2 separate regions of the Sus scrofa genome follow, and region 2 is linked to region 1. The links are chromatin contacts, called in public HiChIP or PLAC-seq maps. All regions are on one chromosome and are shown on one strand. Each heading gives the region's core, a stretch centred on a gene start, on an enhancer-like site or on the middle of the called end of the contact. The rest is flanking DNA. Distances are from core to core; before and after follow the strand shown.

Region 1 (3,851 bases), core at 75-2,574:
GGGGCCTCTCAGTTAACCCTTACCTCATACCACGCCAGACCCCCTCCTATCTTTCCTCCCCTGACAGCAGCCCCCCAGTTGGCTAAACACCCACCCCTCAGATCCTCTCACCTTTGCCCAGTTTTCTTTCTTTTGCCACAATCCCATAACCCCTTCCTAGGGTAAAATATGGTTCCAGCTGTTAATAGGGTGACCAAGGTTCCAGTTTGCCTGTGACAGAGGAGTTGACTGGGATGTGAGATTTTTCAGTGCTAAAGCCAGAACAGTCTCCAGCAAACCAGGACAGGTAGAAGAATAAAAACGTTCCCCCTGTTCTGTAACAACAATTCTACTAAATATGAATCAGGCAGCAGTTCCTAGTTAGCATCATAATCACCTGGGAGGCTGGTTAAGACACACTTTTCTGATTCAGCAGGTGTGGGATCTGAGCTTCTCACAGGTTCCTGGGATGTGATGCCCAGAGCCCTGAACTCGCTAATCCACATTACGAGGTCAGCAGAGGGCTTGGCGCTGGGTACAGGCACCACACACACTAGTTGCCAGCAGACTTGTTGCTGAGCTTGCTATTACCAGGCATGGGGCTATTTCTGCGTACCGTGTCCCATTTACATCCTCACAGGCATCCCACAACGTAGGGGGTAGGGCGCCTGTTTTACAGAAAAGGAAACAGAGGCCCAGGGACTGCCAGGCTGACTGAGCCTGCCCTTGCACGCGGTTCTGTCTGGCTGTTTACCGCCACCCCCGCCGCCCTGAGGATGAGGCAGTCCCACTAGCCACCCCACCCTTTTTTAATTTTAACTCGTTTGAGGCAAATCTTTCGCCGCATCTCCCACATTCCCGCCTTCTTCCAAGTGAGCTGAATGCAGATCCACTTCCCCTGGGTGACTCAGCAGAGACATTTGGAACCTAGATCACTGTCGTTTTCCGGAGCTTCTGTCCTGGGCCTCCTCCCAGGGGCACCGCCTGTCCGCCTGCTGCCTCTTTCCAGCCTTTTTTCTGAGCAAGGCCAGCCCTTCAGCTAGCAGTTAGAGACTGTGTGAGACCACTGGGGCCTCTGGCCTCCAGCCCATGGGAGCAGCTGGCAGCCGGGGGCCCCCCTGGGAGCCCACCTTGGCCCTACTTGATGGCAGCTAGAGGAGCCCAGGATGAAGGACACCAGAGCTGGTTTTCTAGTTAATGTATCAACTCCTCTTCCCCCCCCACCCCCCTGCTCCCAAATGAATCCAGACTTTTGCTCCTGCCCTGTGGTTGACATTGCTGAGAGTCTGGCATTCCTGGTGAGCAGAGCTATGTGAGGTGGTGTACAGAGCACAGCTGCCCAGCTGTGCTGCTGGCCGATGGCTTAAGTGCAATGTCCCACCTGACGCCTATCTTTTCCCAGCTGGGTTCAGAGCCTCCTAGCCTCAGTCTTTCCCCAAACCCTCTCTTCATTTGGGTCTCCATGGCCAATGAGATCCGTGTTTTCCCTCACCATGCCCCTCCCACAGCCCTCAGAGTCTGCTGGCCAAGGTGGCCAGCTTCCCCCAACCCAGCTAGCATGGCTGGGCAGGAGCCAAGGGAAGGACAGGCCCTTTGTCCTGCACTGGGTGGCAGGGAGGGGGTGAGGGGTGCTCTCTCCCCTGGGGGTTACCCAACCAGGCTCTCCTGGGTCCAAGGAGGGCCAGATTTCCTCCCTCTGAAGCTCCAACAGAGTTAATCCCTCTCTCTTGTCATTCTGCTCTCTGCTCAGTGAGGGATTTCTTCAGAAGTGACGTGCACTTTCTCTGGGCGGTCTAGTATCAAAGGCTAAGGTAGGAGGTGGGATTCACTGACAGAGACGCCTCTCTGTTGAGCAAAGAGCTGAAATGCCATTTGTTGAGGGCTTGCTCTGGGCTGGGCAGGGCCCGGGTTACACAGTCCGGTGAGGTGGGTAGGAGGGCACACCCCTGACCCGGCATTTATGTGAATGGCACCCCTGGGCTGCAGAGCAGCAAGGCCCTCACTGTGCCCCCAGGAGGACACTAAACTTCCCTCAGGGGAGGATTCTGTGCTTCAGAGATGTTCAGTAGGTCTCTCCAGTTCTCACAGGCCTGAGTGGCACAGCCAGGACTCCAAGGGTGTCCTCCGTGCCAACCTCAAACTGGAATCAGAGGACACTTCCTCACAGACCTTGGAGAGTTATTCCAACACTATGGGCCTGGGTTCCCTCATCCAAAAAATGGACTCGTGAGTATTGACCCCTGCTGCTGTGAGAGTTAAATGATTCAAAGAATGCTATGTGCTGGCATTCACGGAGAATAATCTCCCATACTTCACAGATGCTGTTCTTTTTTCTTTCTATCTTTTTTTTTTTCGTCTTTTGTCTTTTTAGGGCCACACCCGTGGCATATGGAGGTTCCCAGGCTAGGGGTCTAATTGGAGCTACAGCTGCCAGCCTACACCACAGCCACAGCAACACCAGGTCCGAGCTGTGTCTGTGACCTGTACCACAGCTCACAGCAATGCCAGATCCTCAACCCACTGAGCGAGGCCAGGGACCAAACCCTCGTCCTCATGGATGCTAGCCAGGTGCATTACCGCTGAACCACTTCCATCCAGTGTTATTTCTGTAGTAGTAGCCGCACTACTAGTAGAATGTATTATCCGTCCCTATTTGAGATTCCTGGGAAGCTGGGCCAGTGTCCCCCTTGTCCACCAGGGGGCACCATCACAGAGCAGATGGATCCCTTTCCAGCCTCACCGTGTTTGTAGGGAAGGCCTCTGGTTTCAGCTGCAGAGCAGTCCTGGGATGCCAAAGGTCAGCCCCTCTACCGCCTGCCCCTGCTCTCTGCCCTGCCCTCTGGGACTGCCCCCCTCCCCCACCCCCAGGGCCGCTTGTACCTAGATTAACATACACCCTGGGGACCCTGGATCCGGAGTGTAGCAAGTTCACCATAATTTGGCAAATGGTTCACACAGGCCCAGGCTGGTGGACCCTCTTAGGAACTGTTGGGTGAACTCCAGCACTTGCCCCCCTCTGGATCTAAACACCCGCTCCCTGGGAGACGCCCAAGACCCTGGCCTCTGGCCTGTTCACTCTGCAGCCAGCACTTCACACAATGTGTGAGGGACTCCCTCAGGCCTCAGTCATAGATTGAGCTTATTGACAGGGCAGATTCCAAAGCCCCCAGCTGGGCCAGCAGTTCTCAGTAACTGCGCAGCACCTGGGAACTTGTAAAAAATTCTCCCCACCCCAGATTTATTACGTCAGAGACTCTGGGGTGGGGCTCAGCAACCCATGGTTAATAAGCCCTCAGGTGATTCTGCTGCCTGGGGAAGTCTGAGACCCATTGGCCTGCGCTCTTCTGTGGTGACAGGAATCCCTCTCCACAGACATTGCCAAATCCCTCGCCAGAGCTCCAGTGGGTCTAATCCATGATTTCCAAGGGGCTGAAGTGTTTTGTCAGTGGTGCGGTTGGTGGTTGCCAGGGCTGTGATCGGTATTTTCCCATATGATGGTGCTCAAAGCTATTGTGGCTTTATCTTGATGAAAATGTGTAATGTTTTCATGACAGTTGCTTAGCGAATAGAACCCCAACTTGTGACCGACAACTTCACAGATCATCAGATTTCATAATCTCTCTTGTTTCCAGCAGCGACACAATCTTTCTGTTCTGAGGCAAGGCGAGGTTGCCCTGAGATGGTGAGGTGGCTCTGTGACCTCGTGAAGGGGGAGGGCTGCTCACACCCAGTCCCTCCCCCCAGGGAAGTACCAGGCCTGGAAGCGATCGGTGTGGTATACGGAGGGATGGGTCTGTGCCTCTCATCCCTGAGTCTTTAGGAAGCTCACAACCTCAAATAAAATGTTGGCAGAAAGTGTGAAAAGTTCATTC
Region 2 (3,896 bases), core at 1,342-3,841, 440 kb after region 1:
GGCATAAACTGGCTTAACCTGGGAATAGAGTCTTCCTGGAGAATGGCTTTGTATAGAACCTCTTCATCTGCACCACCTTGTGCGTTGATATGCATTTATGGAACACATTGAAACTGTAATTATATCTGAGGAATTCTGTATAGATTAGAGGATTTCGACATGAAGGATTTCTCTGATGAGTTTATGCTGGAGTATGTGTGAAATGAGTGAGTCGGCTGTATTGTGCACTAAAATTTTCGGATAGAGGAAGCCTGATTAAAGAATGGTCTATGCTAAGGACTTGTTAGATCTGGTTCGTTCTCCATTTAATAATTATATGCTATTTCTTTCTTTCTTTCTTTTTTGGGGGGGGGTCTTTTTAGGGCCGTACCTGCAGCACATGGAGGTTACCAGGCTAGGGATCTAATCGGAGCTACAGCTGCCCGCCCTATGCCATAGCCACAGACACCAGATCGCAGCCACATCTGTGACCTACACCACAGCTCATGGCAACACCAGATCCTTAACCCACTCAGCAAGGCCAGGGATTGAACCCGCAACCTCATGGTTCCTAGTCAGATTCTTTTCCTCTACACCACAATGGGAACTCCTACATGCTATTTCTATATGGTCATTCTTCTATCACTTGTCTTGCCTTTTTCATATTTTATTATTTAACTTGTGTAAATACAATTTTGTTTCTGTACTTTTTTTGGCATAACATAAATCCGTGAACTTAAAATTAAACAAATAGGAATTCTTACGGAAAGCCAAGTAGTTACTGGAATCTCCAACCCCATGAGACCCAGAAACTCTGTTCTTGCCTATCCTTGGTGAACGTTATTTAAGTAGCTTGAAATTCTTTCTACAACCACAATGAAATCGAATATCCTGAGGGAAAGGGAAATTTCCCCATCCCAATCCTGCTCCTTCCAAGCCTTCCCCTTCAGGCAAGTTGCACTGTTATTCATCTGACTACTTGAGAGAAAAACCTAGAAATATAACTTCACTCTTTCATATCCCTCATTCCTCATTCTATCTATCATCAGGGCCTGTTGGGAGTTCCCTCGTGGCATAGTATTAAGGATCCGGCATTGTCACTGCAGTGGCTCAGGTTGCTGCTGTGGTGCGGGTTCAATTCCTGACTTGGGAATTTCCATATGCCACAGGTATGGCAAAAGAAAAAAAGAAAAGAAAAATCTTTAACCTGTTACACCACAGTGGAAATCCATTTGTGTCATATTTTAGATTCCGCGTATATGGTATTGTGTATTGTCTTTTATGACCCAGTCTAAGAAGAAGTCACATAGCATCACTTCTGTTGTACTTTATTAATTTTGCAAGTTGAAACCACTGTCCAAGTTCAAGTGGAGGAAATATGGACTCCACCACTGGAAGGAGGAGTGGCAGGGTTTTGCAACAACACACAGAAATAGAAATACTGCTTTTCTGGATGATTCTAGATAAGTCTGTTTGCCATAGCTACCTCCTCTGAGCAGCCTTCCCTGACAGCCCTTATACAAATTAGCTCCTCCTTCTCACCCCAAAGCCATTCTTTACTGTTTCAGTTTCTGGTTACTTCATAGCACATTAAGTTATCTTGTTGATTTATTTATTTGCTCACTTGCAGCCTATTTGAAGAACATAGTCCTCCAAGATCAGGAGACTTGCATGAAGGGAGGCCAGCTGGGCTGTTGTACTAAGCTCTAGCAGTTGCAATTGGAGAGGTGAAAGCTGTTTAGGGATGTGGAAAGTTGGAGACACTGCTGTTTGTTGATTGTCTGGTTGTGGAGCATGAGGGGAGAAGAGAGGATACTGGGTTGCTGGTCCATCTCAGAGCAAGGACTAACATGGGCCTGGGGATATGCATGGCTCGGAAGTGCCTGCCAAGGCCATGCTGTGCCCGGCACTGCTCGGGGGGAGGGGTAGGTGGTGTTACGTGGATGGAGAGTTAGATTGGATGCTCACCACTCTTCTCTCCTCTCCTTCCCAAGCTTCCAGGCACATATCCCATCTCTCTCTTTTTTTGGCTGCACCGATGGCATGTGGAAGTTCCCAGGCTAAGGATCAAACCCCAACCACAGCAGTGACCAGAGCCACCTCAGTGACAATGCTGGATCCTTAACATGTTGCACCACAAGAGAACTCCCATCTCCCAGCTCTCTTGCAGTTAGGTCAGGGCCCAGTGACATTACGGCCAAAGAAATGTAAGTGGCAGCTGAAGTGGGCCAGTTTCAGGTATGGTATTGTAAGCCATCCCATGTAATTCTCTCATGGCTCAGCAGGTTAGGGATCTGGTGTTGTCACTGCTGTGGCCCAGGTTTGATCCCTGGCCTGGGGAACTTCTGAATGCTGTGGAAAAAAAAAAAAAAAAAAAGACTTCCCACAAGATCCCGTAGTCTCCCTTTCCTTTCCTTCTAGGAGAGCCCGAACCACGGCAGTACCAGAGATGGGAGAGACCCGGGTCCCTGCATGACAGTGTAAAGAACTACTCTTTCACAACTTTTTTATTTCATGACCCAACGATTTTTTTTTTTCCATGTCCACAGCATGGGGAATTTCCTGGGCCAGGAATTGAACACAAGCCACAGCAGTGACAATCTGGAATCCTTAACCTCTAAGCCACCAGGGAACTCCTCATGACACAAAATTCCTGAAGAGACAGAACAGTTCTAGGATGTCCCCACATTCAGGATTTGTCTAAATGTTTCTTCATGTTTATTTAACTTCCTCCTCTATTCCTTATATTTCCTGCAACAGAAAGCCAATTCTGTAGCTTGATTCAATTCAGGTTAACCTTTCTTTGGGAAGAAGCATTTCAAAGGTGATGTTGTTCTTTATATTGCATCCTATCAGGAGGGCCATCAACACCCAGCTGTCCTCCTTTGGTGATGTTTTTTCTGTTTGAAGACTGAGTTCAGATGGGGGTTGCAGATTTCCCCATTGTAAAGACACTTCCCCCTTTTGCAATGAGTATGTAAACTATGGGGTAACCCTTGGTCACCATTCTGACATCCTGTTTCTGATCAACATTTCACCCAATATTTTTAGCATCCATTGTGGTTTCTTCCCTCAACAGTTTATATTTAGTATTTTTTCTGGCATTTATTGAGCAACTTACTATGTACCGGGCCCTCTTCTAAGGATTTTATCTGTATTTTTTTTCTTTAATCATCACAATAACCTTATAAGATAATTTTATTTTCTCCATTTTATAAATGAGGAAAAGGAGGCATAGAGAGGTATGTTAGTTTCCCATTGTCACTGTAACAAAATGTCAAAAATTCAGTGGCTTAAGACAACATGTATTTATTATCTTAGATTTCAACAGGTCAGAAGTTTGAAATGGGTATCAGGGGATAGAAATAGAGGTGTGGACAGGGCTATTTTCCTTCCAGAGGCTCTAGGGAAAAATCTGTTTCCGGGCTTGTCCAGCTTTTCGTGGCTGCTTGCATTCCTTGGCTCACGGTCCCCTTCCAGCTTCAAAGCCAGCAATGGTGGGTTGAGCTCTTCTCTCTCTCCCTTTTTTTTTTTTTTTTTTGTCTTTTTAGAGCTGCACCAGTGGCATATGGAAGTTCCCAGGCTAGGGGTCAAATTGGAGCTGCAGCTGCCAGCCTACACCATAGCCACAGCAATGAAGGATCCGAGCCTCATCTGTGACCTACACCACAGCTCACGGCAATGCCAGATCCTTAACCCAATGAGCAAGGCCAGGGATCGAACCCTCGTCTTCATTGATAGTAGTTGTTGGGTTCGTTAACCACTGAGCCTCGTGGGAACTCCAAGCTTTTCTCATATAGCATCACTCTGACCTTGTTTCTGTGGTCAATTCCCCTTCTCTGACTGACTGAATTTCTCTTCTGCATTCCTCATCCACTTTGAAGGACACTGTGAATTCACTGGGCTTATCAGGATAA

The links. HiChIP or PLAC-seq counts read pairs in DNA pulled down with a chosen protein or histone mark.
Region 2: an H3K27ac HiChIP or PLAC-seq map of alveolar macrophages shows a contact between it and region 1. The contact joins two enhancer-like sites. A contact is called at or near these places in 7 of 47 Hi-C or Micro-C datasets (embryonic fibroblasts, epiblast stem cells, heart right ventricle and 4 more) and 1 of 2 datasets of contacts at active chromatin or transcription factors (alveolar macrophages).

What each region holds. Positions count from the first base shown.
Region 1 is chr13:79,217,582-79,221,432 of Sscrofa11.1, forward strand. No RefSeq gene overlaps it. Among named protein-coding and RNA genes, the nearest start is that of ESYT3, 26 kb to the right of the region's middle. Within about 2 kb of position 1,325, at least 16 of the 83 cell types and tissues checked have an H3K27ac peak or open chromatin away from gene starts, as enhancers often do. A contact at or near this core is called in alveolar macrophages, where this site is marked.
Region 2 is chr13:79,657,685-79,661,580 of Sscrofa11.1, forward strand. No RefSeq gene overlaps it. Among named protein-coding and RNA genes, the nearest start is that of PIK3CB, 49 kb to the left of the region's middle. Within about 2 kb of position 2,592, at least 5 of the 83 cell types and tissues checked have an H3K27ac peak or open chromatin away from gene starts, as enhancers often do. A contact at or near this core is called in alveolar macrophages, where this site is marked.